Linked DNA regions of Canis lupus: region 2 is linked to region 1. The links are chromatin contacts, called in public Hi-C maps. All regions are on one chromosome and are shown on one strand. Each heading gives the region's core, a stretch centred on a gene start, on an enhancer-like site or on the middle of the called end of the contact. The rest is flanking DNA. Distances are from core to core; before and after follow the strand shown. Region 1 has its middle 210 kb from the start of MEIS2. Region 2 holds the start of MEIS2 (homeobox protein Meis2).

Region 1 (4,478 bases), core at 438-2,937:
AACACTGCCTGATAAAGTGTGCAAAGTGAAAAAAAGTGTTAGGTATTTGCATGCCCCCTCAATTTTTAAAATAAAGATACTATCCTGGAATTTGGGAACACCTACATTTTGAATCCTGTGTGTAGAAGAGATAATATAAAACTAGCTCGGTGATGTCAGCTTGATAGGGAAATAGTTCACTAGCTCAGAAGTCCAAGTTTGTGTCTTACTTGGAGTGCTGCCATCTTCCCATTGCAGAAAACATTAATAGGAGTTGTAATATAAAGAAACAAGGAAATAAACTTCTATTGTTTTGTATTATTTTTAGTTAGGTAGATTTTTTTATATATATAAACACATTTATCACCTTAATGGATATGATGCTCTTTCAACGTAGAATTACCGCTTCTGACACAAACTGATTGTTAACGGAGAAATTCTGTGCCTCTTGGAAAAGAGCTTCCCTCTCACTCACCTTTGTTATCCCAGTGCACATGGAGTCTTTTTGCAAAATTTAAATATTTGTATATTTTTACTTTAAATGCTTTTAGGTAAAGTTCTCCATTTACAAATTAACTCACATCCACTCGGGGGAAAATGTTTGGAAAAGTTTTTCTTCCTTTCCTCTCCGTAAAGTACATGCTGCAGAGTTTACTTGTGTTTAGGAAGCTTTTGATGAAATCGCTTCATAATAATTTCATTTAAGTGGAGACCCCAAACCTCTCTATCCTTGGTTTTAATGACTAAAATCATCTCACGCACAGCTCCTTCAACAAATCATGTAAACCTTTAACCTTCTTAAATATTTGGAGATGAATAATAATTGTAATAAAATCTGTTTGCATTTTCTTGCCCCCCCCATATGGTAAGACCAAGAGGTAGTAGAGTTGTCCAATTTTTATAATGCTTTTTTTATACCACCTCAGAAGGCATTTGCTCCTATCTCGGGTTTACTATTTAGTATAAAGAGTTCCGATTTGGGTATATTTAAGAAAGACTCAGCTGTCAAAAGCAAAGAAACTGGGAATGGTGTTTTGACAACCATATAGTGTTAAAGGAAATACTGTAGTCTGAATAAAATTGCTTATGTTCTCCAAAACAAGAGTAACATAAAAACACTTTTTATTTATATGGAAAAGCAAAAGCAGAAATAAATTCCAAAGGTTTCCCTTTCTTTAAGAAATTCTGAGAGAACTGCAGTCGCCATCTGTTAAGGGTTGGGAATCGAGCAAGAAGCCACATTTAAACGGCAGAAGAAAAGACCAGGAAAGTCTGTGTCTTCCATCCACCCCTTCTCCCTCCCACCGCCCAGGTCAGCACTTCCCAGGTCCGCGCCCCGCAACCTCCGCAGCTCGCCCCAGTTAAGGCTGGCCCAGAAGAGTCGGTCGGGACCCCCGTGGCCTCCTCCCCCTCCCGCCCCCGAGGGCCTGTTAACCCGGAGCGGGTTTGGGAGGGGAAATGTGGCTAATATCTCCAGCAGCTGTCACAGGGCCCTTCCTTCAAAGGGGCTGGCCTGAGAGCCCCACAAGTTCCCCATTAGTCTTGCAGGCCAGCAATTTGATAAGGAGCCGGGACCTCTGCTGCAACATGCCACCGTGTTGAAGGGGCTGGGGTCTGGATGCGCCCAGGGGCCTGGCTTCGCAGGGGGGGCGGCGGGGCGTGCGCGGGCTCCCCTGCCTCTGCCCGCCGCCCCTTTGCAGGGTGTTGGAGGTGGGCCACCGGGCTTCAGGCTGCCGGGGTGGTGGGAGGGGCCCCTACAGCCGCGGTGGTCAGCTCGGGGGTCGCCCGGTCGGTCGTCGAGTCGCCTCCGTGGGCCGGGCCGGGAGGAGGCCGCCGAGCGCCGGGAGGGGGGACGCAGGTCTGATGGGGGCGGCCGGTCAGACGGTGATGAGAACGGAGACCGTCGGGGCAGTGTTTGAAGGGAGGTTTTAATATTAATAGTTTCGGTGTAGAGACAGAAGGGAGATTGCGTCTGCGGCTCCTCGGGGCAGACTCGGGGTGACAGCGATGATGGATGATCCAGCGAGCCCAACAGCTCCTCCCCTCCAGCCCCAACAGTGTCAAAGCTACTTCAGTTGAAGCTTTAGAAATAAAATAAATAAACAGCATCGGCCCCCCCCCTGCCTCCTCATACACCTCCACCCCACCCCCCACCCCATCCCGGCATCGATTTATAGATCATTATGAATCAATTACTGCTCTCAATACTTTCCCATTGGCTTAAATAAAACAGCCAAAAGATGAAAACGTGGGGGTTCGGTGAGGATTTTTTTCCCCCCATAGGTAGGAACAATCGCAAAATCCTTTATCTCATAATCAGAGGCACCGAGTTGGGAAGTGTGGAGAAAGGAAGGGGTCGCCCGGTAAATAACTGGCGGGGGGGGGGGGGTGCTAAGGAGGGGGTGTCACCCAGCTGCTGCCTTTGTTCAGAGGGGTTTGGGTTGGTGTTTGGGTTGTTCTGTTGGTATTTCTTGAGAGGGGGACCCCCGCGTGAGAATGAGATGCCCACAGGTTTTGTGACCTAATTATTTAACTCCTTTGGAGAAACCTAGCGGGTGTGCGTCTCGGCAAACATCAGATGGTGTTGGTGGTGAGGGCGCACATGGGAAAAGGTGTGGAGGAATGGGTCCGTCTGGAGGGCGGCTTTGCACTTTGTTGTGAGCCACCGTGGGAGGCTCTGCCGCCGGGAAGGGGGGTCTCCCACCCGCAACGCCCTCCTCGCTCTGCCCGCGCGATGCGCCGTTTTTGTGTCGCTGGAACCGGTTTGGAGCTGGGACTGGCCGCCCCCAGTCGCCCCCACCCCCGCCTCGGCCCCCGAGGCTTTTCTTCCCTCCCCTGCCCCTCGGCGGCGGCGCTCGGGGTTCTCTAGGTGTTTCTATGACTACATTGTGTGTGTGGGAGGGTCAGATGTGGGGGTTGCCCGCGAGAGGGCCGTTCCTGGGCGATCATTTATCAATGTCACCCACATAATGATTCTCTCTGCAGCCTCCTATTGATGAGGATAATTACATTAGCTCAGAGTGACTGATCAATGAAAAACCACCACACAAAAACTTCTTTACTCCTCTATAATACCAAAAACCGATACAGAAATAACATAGAAAGCCTGATTTTCTTTCCCTTTACTATCCACCAATAGATGCTGCCCCTCCTCCCCCCCAAAAGGACTGGGAGTAAAGTAAGAAAATAGACCCAGGTTTGTTTCGTTTAAAGGAGGATGCAATTTTTTGCCCGTGAATGCATTTTCTCAAAATGCTTTGGCTTCATTCCCCCTTTGGTAGAGAATATCAACGGATTTGCTAATGTGAGTTGCTTTTAGATTGGCCTGTGGTTTTCCGTTCTTTTTATTTCTTTCCTCCCCTTTAGACATTTTTTTCTACTTCAAAAAAAAAAAGAATTATAAATAACTGGAAAAGGAAATTACCCTAGGTCCTCTCTCTCTCTTCTTCTTCTTCTTCTTCCTTTTTTTCTTTTTCTTTTCTTTTTTTTTTTTTTTTTTTGTTGTTGTTGTTTAGCCTTTATTTAAGTCTGGTTTTCTTTTGTCTTTATCACTTCATAAAGTAGCGCAATTAAAGATGTGATGTTGCCTGGGTACAAAGGCTGGATCTATAATACGGCGACATAATACGCCGTATTCTCGCCTGAAAGTTTGCAGCTAAATTACGATTTCGCCTTTTCTAGACTTCAAAAAATCAATATTTTCTCAATTAAAGAGAATTTTAATGCTTTACTTGCGAGTTGTTAAAGGCGTTATAAATTTTATTGTGATGCTTCTTGGCTTCGGAGTAGATGCAGGAGACCGGTTGATTCTCGTGGTCTTTTTCCTCTCAGAGAACCTAGTCCAGAAACGTCCAGGGTGTCAGATCAAATCCAAGCAACAAAGGTAAGGAGTGTGCCGCGCAGCGAAGGGTGGGGAGCCCCCCGGGGAGCCCTCCAGCGCCAGAGCCCATTGTCTTGGATATTTTCACCTCTCTGTCCCGCCTCCCGAAAGTGACAGAAGTGTCCATTTTACTCTCATCTTTCCCAAAGAGGAGCCGTAGGACTCCCATCTGCTCTGTGATGGCCAGAAAGGCAGCAGCATCTGGGGGAGCATTCTAGACCCTTCCCAGCACCCCCCCCTTTCCTCTTCCCTCTCCTTATTTTGCCAAAATTCAACTCTGAACTCTTGCACAAATTCTGCCATATTTTATATGTTCTGACCTCTATGTCAGAGCTCATTCCCCACCCTCAAGAGCGCTCACTGTTTACAGATGTTTTCTCCTTGCACACGTCCCACCTAGTAAAAGTTCCCGCAGAGAATTAACTGTGGTGTGTTAATAGCCCAAGTCTGCTACTGCTCTCTCCTGCAAAGTTGAAATCTGGTAAGGTGGAGAGTGGCATGAACTAATGCTGGGGAGCTGCTCCAGGCCCACAGGAGCCCAGACTTGAGAATTCCAGGCCCAGGGATTTGATGGGAAGCAACGTAGTGAAACTTTCAGGATGTAAGGCAGAGGGGAAGA
Region 2 (4,478 bases), core at 1,413-3,912, 210 kb before region 1:
TTATTGACCTCCGGAGCTCATTCCCCAGCCCTATTAAAACGGGGCCAAATTTTTCCGACTTAGCTTGGAGTCTCAGCAGGCTGATGTCTAAGCTCAGTTGAGTGTTGCCTGAACGCTTACCGTGAGGCAGAGAAGATGGAAAGCCACGCACCCCCTCCCCAAGCTCATCTGGGCGTCTCTCTCTCTCTCTCTCTCTCTCTCTCTCTCACACACACACACACACACACACACACACACACACACACACAACTTTATTTTCCCTGTGCTTCCTTTCCCCCGGGAAGTCGGGTCAAAGTAGCGCGCGGAGAATACCCTACTTTCTACTCTGCAGAATGAATTCAAAGTTGGAGAGGGAATCTGCTGTTGAGGAACAGTCTGTTTTCGATCCTCTGGGCCAGGGCCCGTGCGCCGGGCCAGAGCCGGGAGCTGGGCAGAGGGTGCGCCGGGAGCTCGCCGCGCCGGACCGCGGGGCGGGCTGGAGCCGGGGGGCGGCGGGGGCAGCTGCGCCGCGCGCGCCCGGGGACCGTGACTCCGCCCCCAGCTCGAGGCTCCGAGTGATTGACGCAAGGCCACCGGGAAACCCTCGGCGTCGAGGTGAGGCTGGGTGCAGCTCCAGCCAGGGATTGGGGGAGACGCCGGCCAGAACTACTTTCTTCGCAACCCCTGTGGGATATTTACCTTCCTCCTCCCTCACTCTCCTCCTTTCCCTTTTTGGAAAAGTTCCTTCGGAGTCTTCCCCAAGCGGCTGAATCGCCCAGGACCATTAACACAACCATTAGCTGCAGTTACGGCGCTCCGGCCCCTGCACCCCGGGCGACAGCAAAGCTGGGCAGGGAGTACGGGTCAGTTCTCCTCCTTGCAAGGCGTCTTATCCCTCTCCCTCCCTCCCTCTCCCGTGCTTCTAAGCTCTAAGGGAGCTCTACTTCGGAGGCGCACAGTAGTGGCGCGCGCGCGCGCACACACACACACACACACACACACACACTCCTCCCGGCGACTGCAGACAACATCAAACATCCACACGACTCCTCCCCACTTCCTCCCTCCCAATTCCACCGCGGCCCCCAGAGAGTCTCCAGGGTGGCCCTCGTCCACACCGCTGGGAGAGAGCGCTCTCTGATTTAAGCTTAGCTCTTCTCGTCCTGGAAAAAATAAATGTTGACAACAAGGGTGCTGGACGTGCACAGGGAAGAAAGTACCACTAAAAAAAAAAAAAAAAAGAAAAGAAAAGAAAAAGAAAGAAACCACCAAAACCAAAAACCCTCTAGCTCCGGAGTGAGACGGTGTGCAGAGCCTGCTGCCCCTGGATGTGAGCAGAAAGCCTTCAGGGACGCCGGAATCGCCTGGCAGAGGAGTGGGGGCCCGCGAAATTAAAAGGAACAAAAGCAAGAGCGCCATGCCAAACGTCCCCGACGCGACCCCATTAGGCTTGAGCCCGGTGTGATGGGAAAATGAACTAGAAGGAAGTTTGAAAAAAAAATTATATATATATATATATAAGATCTGAGGCGGTACCGTACTTTCCCTGTGGTTTTCTGCAGTTTTCCTCTCTGCGCTCTCCCTGGCCTCTTCATTCTCTCCCTCTTTCCTGGCTCGCGCGCGCACGCCCGCATGCGCGCGCTCCCGTTCACGCGCGCGCACACACACACACACACGCGCGCGCGCGCGCTCCTCTCCCTCCGGCTCCCCCCCCCCCCCCCCCCCCCCCCCCGGCCGTCCCCGCGGAGGAGCAGGCTCGCTGATTTGCTCGGGTCCGCCGGGCTCCTGCCTCCCCTCCCCCCGCCCCCCGGCCGGGGCCGTCCGATCGCACTCGCTGCACATCAGAGGCTCGGCGCGGCGCGCTCCTCCTCGCTCCCGCTCCCGCTCCCGCTCCCCACTCCCGGGATGTGTCTCCGCCGCACGACGGGCTATGGCCACCACGACTTCCGGGTTCCGTCATTTCGTTCTCCCGCCGCCGACCCGCGCCGCCAAACTGAGGCTCTTCTATAAGCCAGGCAGCAGCCAACCTGCCAACACCTACTGACACTCACTCATCTCCCAGAGAGAAAGAGAGCGCGAGAGAGCGAGCGCGAGAGAGCGAGCGCGAGTGAGAGCGAGCGAGCGAGAAAGAGAGAGAGGGAGAGACAAAATACCTACCAGGAAAGGGGGGGAGGAAGTCCAGTTTTTGCAAACTATTCGTTTTTTTTCTTGATTTTTCCCCTCTGCTTTCTTTGAACGATACTTTAAAGAGAGAGGATCACATTAGAGATACCGCGGGGGCCGAGCTAAAGGAGGGGGGGAGGGGGGAGGAAAAAATTCAAGAAGCAGAAACCCCTCGCGGAGTTTTACTGGAAGAAAAAAAACGGGTCTGAAAGATTCCTCCTCTTCATCATCATCAACCATCATTCATTCACTACCTTGACATTCCGGGCTTTGATTGACAGCTGGAGTGGCAAAAAGCCATGAAACACGACAGTTCGGTTACATGTGGGCTGCTGACGGGCCGCTCGTAACCTTCAGTTCGGGGGCTTGACAATTTTTTTTTTCTTCTTTTTCTTCTTTTTCTTTTCTTTCTTTTTTTTTTTTTTTTCAACTGAGGGGAAGAGAAGAGAAAGAGGGGGAAAGGAGGACCGAAAAGGAGGAGGAGGGGAGGGGGGAGGAGGAGGAGGTGGAGGAGGAGGAGGAGGAAGATCAGGAGGAGGAGGAAGAAGAGGAAAAAAGAGAAAAAGAAGAAATATCACAGAAAAAAAAAAAACTCTTCGTTGTCTTGCCTGGGCTTTTTTTCTCCCCCTAAAAAATAACATATTGGAGAATTGGGAGAAGTCTTTTTGGTTTGGAAAAAAAAAAAAAAGGAATCTTCAGCCTAGATCACTTTCTTATCCGGACTGGGATATTAAATATACGACACATCCAGGAGTTTATTGGAGCGCAGACTGATGGCGCAAAGGGTAGGTTTAAATCTCCAACACTTACCTAGATATAAATCCTCTCCTAAGAGGGGCCTGTCCCGATGCCTCCTCTCCCTTCAACGCTGCTGCTGCTCGCTGCTTGATGATGGCGGCCAGTATTTAAGAAAATAGCAGCAAAATTATTCATCGGCTTTTCCCCCCCGTGCCTCTGCGTGTGTGCGAGTGTGTGTGTGCGTGCGTGTGTGCGTGTCTGGGCGCGCGTGTTCCAGCGCTGTGCGAGCGGGCGGGCGGCGAGTGCGTGTGAGTGGTGTGTGTGTGCGTGTGCAATTGTTACACGCTTTCGCCTCGCTCCAGCTTTTACCCCAGCAGCGCGATTCCCCCGGTTCTCCTGCTGCCGCCGCTGCCGCTGCTGCGCCGCTGCCGCCGCTGCTCCCGCGGCTCGGGGCGGGCACGGGCTGCGTAGGAGCCGCCGCCGCCGCCGGGGCCGCCGCTGGGGCCGCGCTGCCGCAGCCGCTGCGCCGCCGCCTAGACTAGCCTGGGCTGCTTGTTTTGTCTCTGAAATTGACAAGGACGCAGGGAATCCGCTGCTAAATAATGTTTCTGGTAACTTTCACGTTATTCCCCCCTCCCCTCCGCTCCCTGCCCCCGGGGAGGCACTGGCCCCAGCCTTCCCTCGTCCTCGGCGTTCTCCGCCTGATTATTAGCGTTTTTCTCCTCTTTATTTTGTTTCATTTCGCCTTTTGATTTATTGGATCCTCGGGAGGAGGCGAAGGGGGGTTGGGGGTGGGATCCGGGGCTTCCTCCTCCGCTAACTCCACTTCTCCCTCGGTTGGCTCGCTCCGGTTCTGCTGCCTCCGGCCCGAGCGGGACCTCCCGGCGCCCCCTCCGCCCCTGGCCTCGCCGCTCCCCTCTCCCTCCTCTAAACGCTGCTCTCGGTTCAGACTTTTTCATTTTAAAATTTAAGAACATCCCCCGCCCCCCCGCCCCGCAACTTTCAACTCGTTGTTTCGGCTGGTTTGGTTTCTGTGTGTTCAACTCGTGCTCGATACTTTTCTCCTTTCTGACTTTGTTTTTATTTCTCCCTCCCTCCCTCCCTCCCTCCCTCTCTCCTGCCTGCCTGCCCCCTCTTCCCTTCCCCTTTCCCTTCCCACCCCCTCCCCATTCCTCTCCCACTTCTCTCCGGCTTCCTTCTCCCGGCTTCTCTTTCTGTTCCCGCTCGGCTCTCCCTCACCTCCCGCGCCCCCTCCCCTGGCCGGGCGCGACAGTACGATGAGCTGCCCCATTACGGCGGGATGGACGGAGTAGGGGTGCCTGCTTCCATGTACGGAGACCCTCACGCGCCGCGGCCGATCCCCCCGGTTCACCACCTGAACCACGGGCCGCCGCTCCACGCCACGCAGCACTACGGCGCGCACGCCCCGCACCCCAATGTCATGCCGGCCAGCATGGGATCCGCTGTCAACGACGCCTTGAAGCGGGACAAGGACGCGATCTATGGGTAAACCAACCCCCCTCCTCCCGACCCAGCGTGCCGTTTGTGAGTGCGAGTGTGTGTTCGTCTCTGTGGGAGTTGAGGGGATGGTCGACCGA

What was found. A called contact is a pair of places that touch in the nucleus more often than the background predicts.
Region 2: a Hi-C map of amygdala shows a contact between it and region 1, with 10 times the contacts expected there. The contact joins the promoter of MEIS2 here to the enhancer-like site in region 1. A contact is called at or near these places in 2 of 9 Hi-C or Micro-C datasets (amygdala and skin fibroblasts).

What each region holds. Positions count from the first base shown.
Region 1 is chr30:4,698,555-4,703,032 of UU_Cfam_GSD_1.0, reverse strand. No RefSeq gene overlaps it. Among named protein-coding and RNA genes, the nearest start is that of MEIS2, 210 kb to the left of the region's middle. Within about 2 kb of position 1,687, at least 4 of the 20 cell types and tissues checked have an H3K27ac peak or open chromatin away from gene starts, as enhancers often do.
Region 2 is chr30:4,906,889-4,911,366 of UU_Cfam_GSD_1.0, reverse strand. MEIS2 (homeobox protein Meis2) reads left to right here and starts at 2,662. Exons shown (of 12, transcript XM_038579994.1): 1 at 2,662-2,927; 2 at 4,154-4,386. The coding sequence starts at 2,916. It overlaps LOC102154791 (a long non-coding RNA gene), which reads right to left and starts at 3,335. Exons shown (of 3, transcript XR_005381443.1): 1 at 2,953-3,335.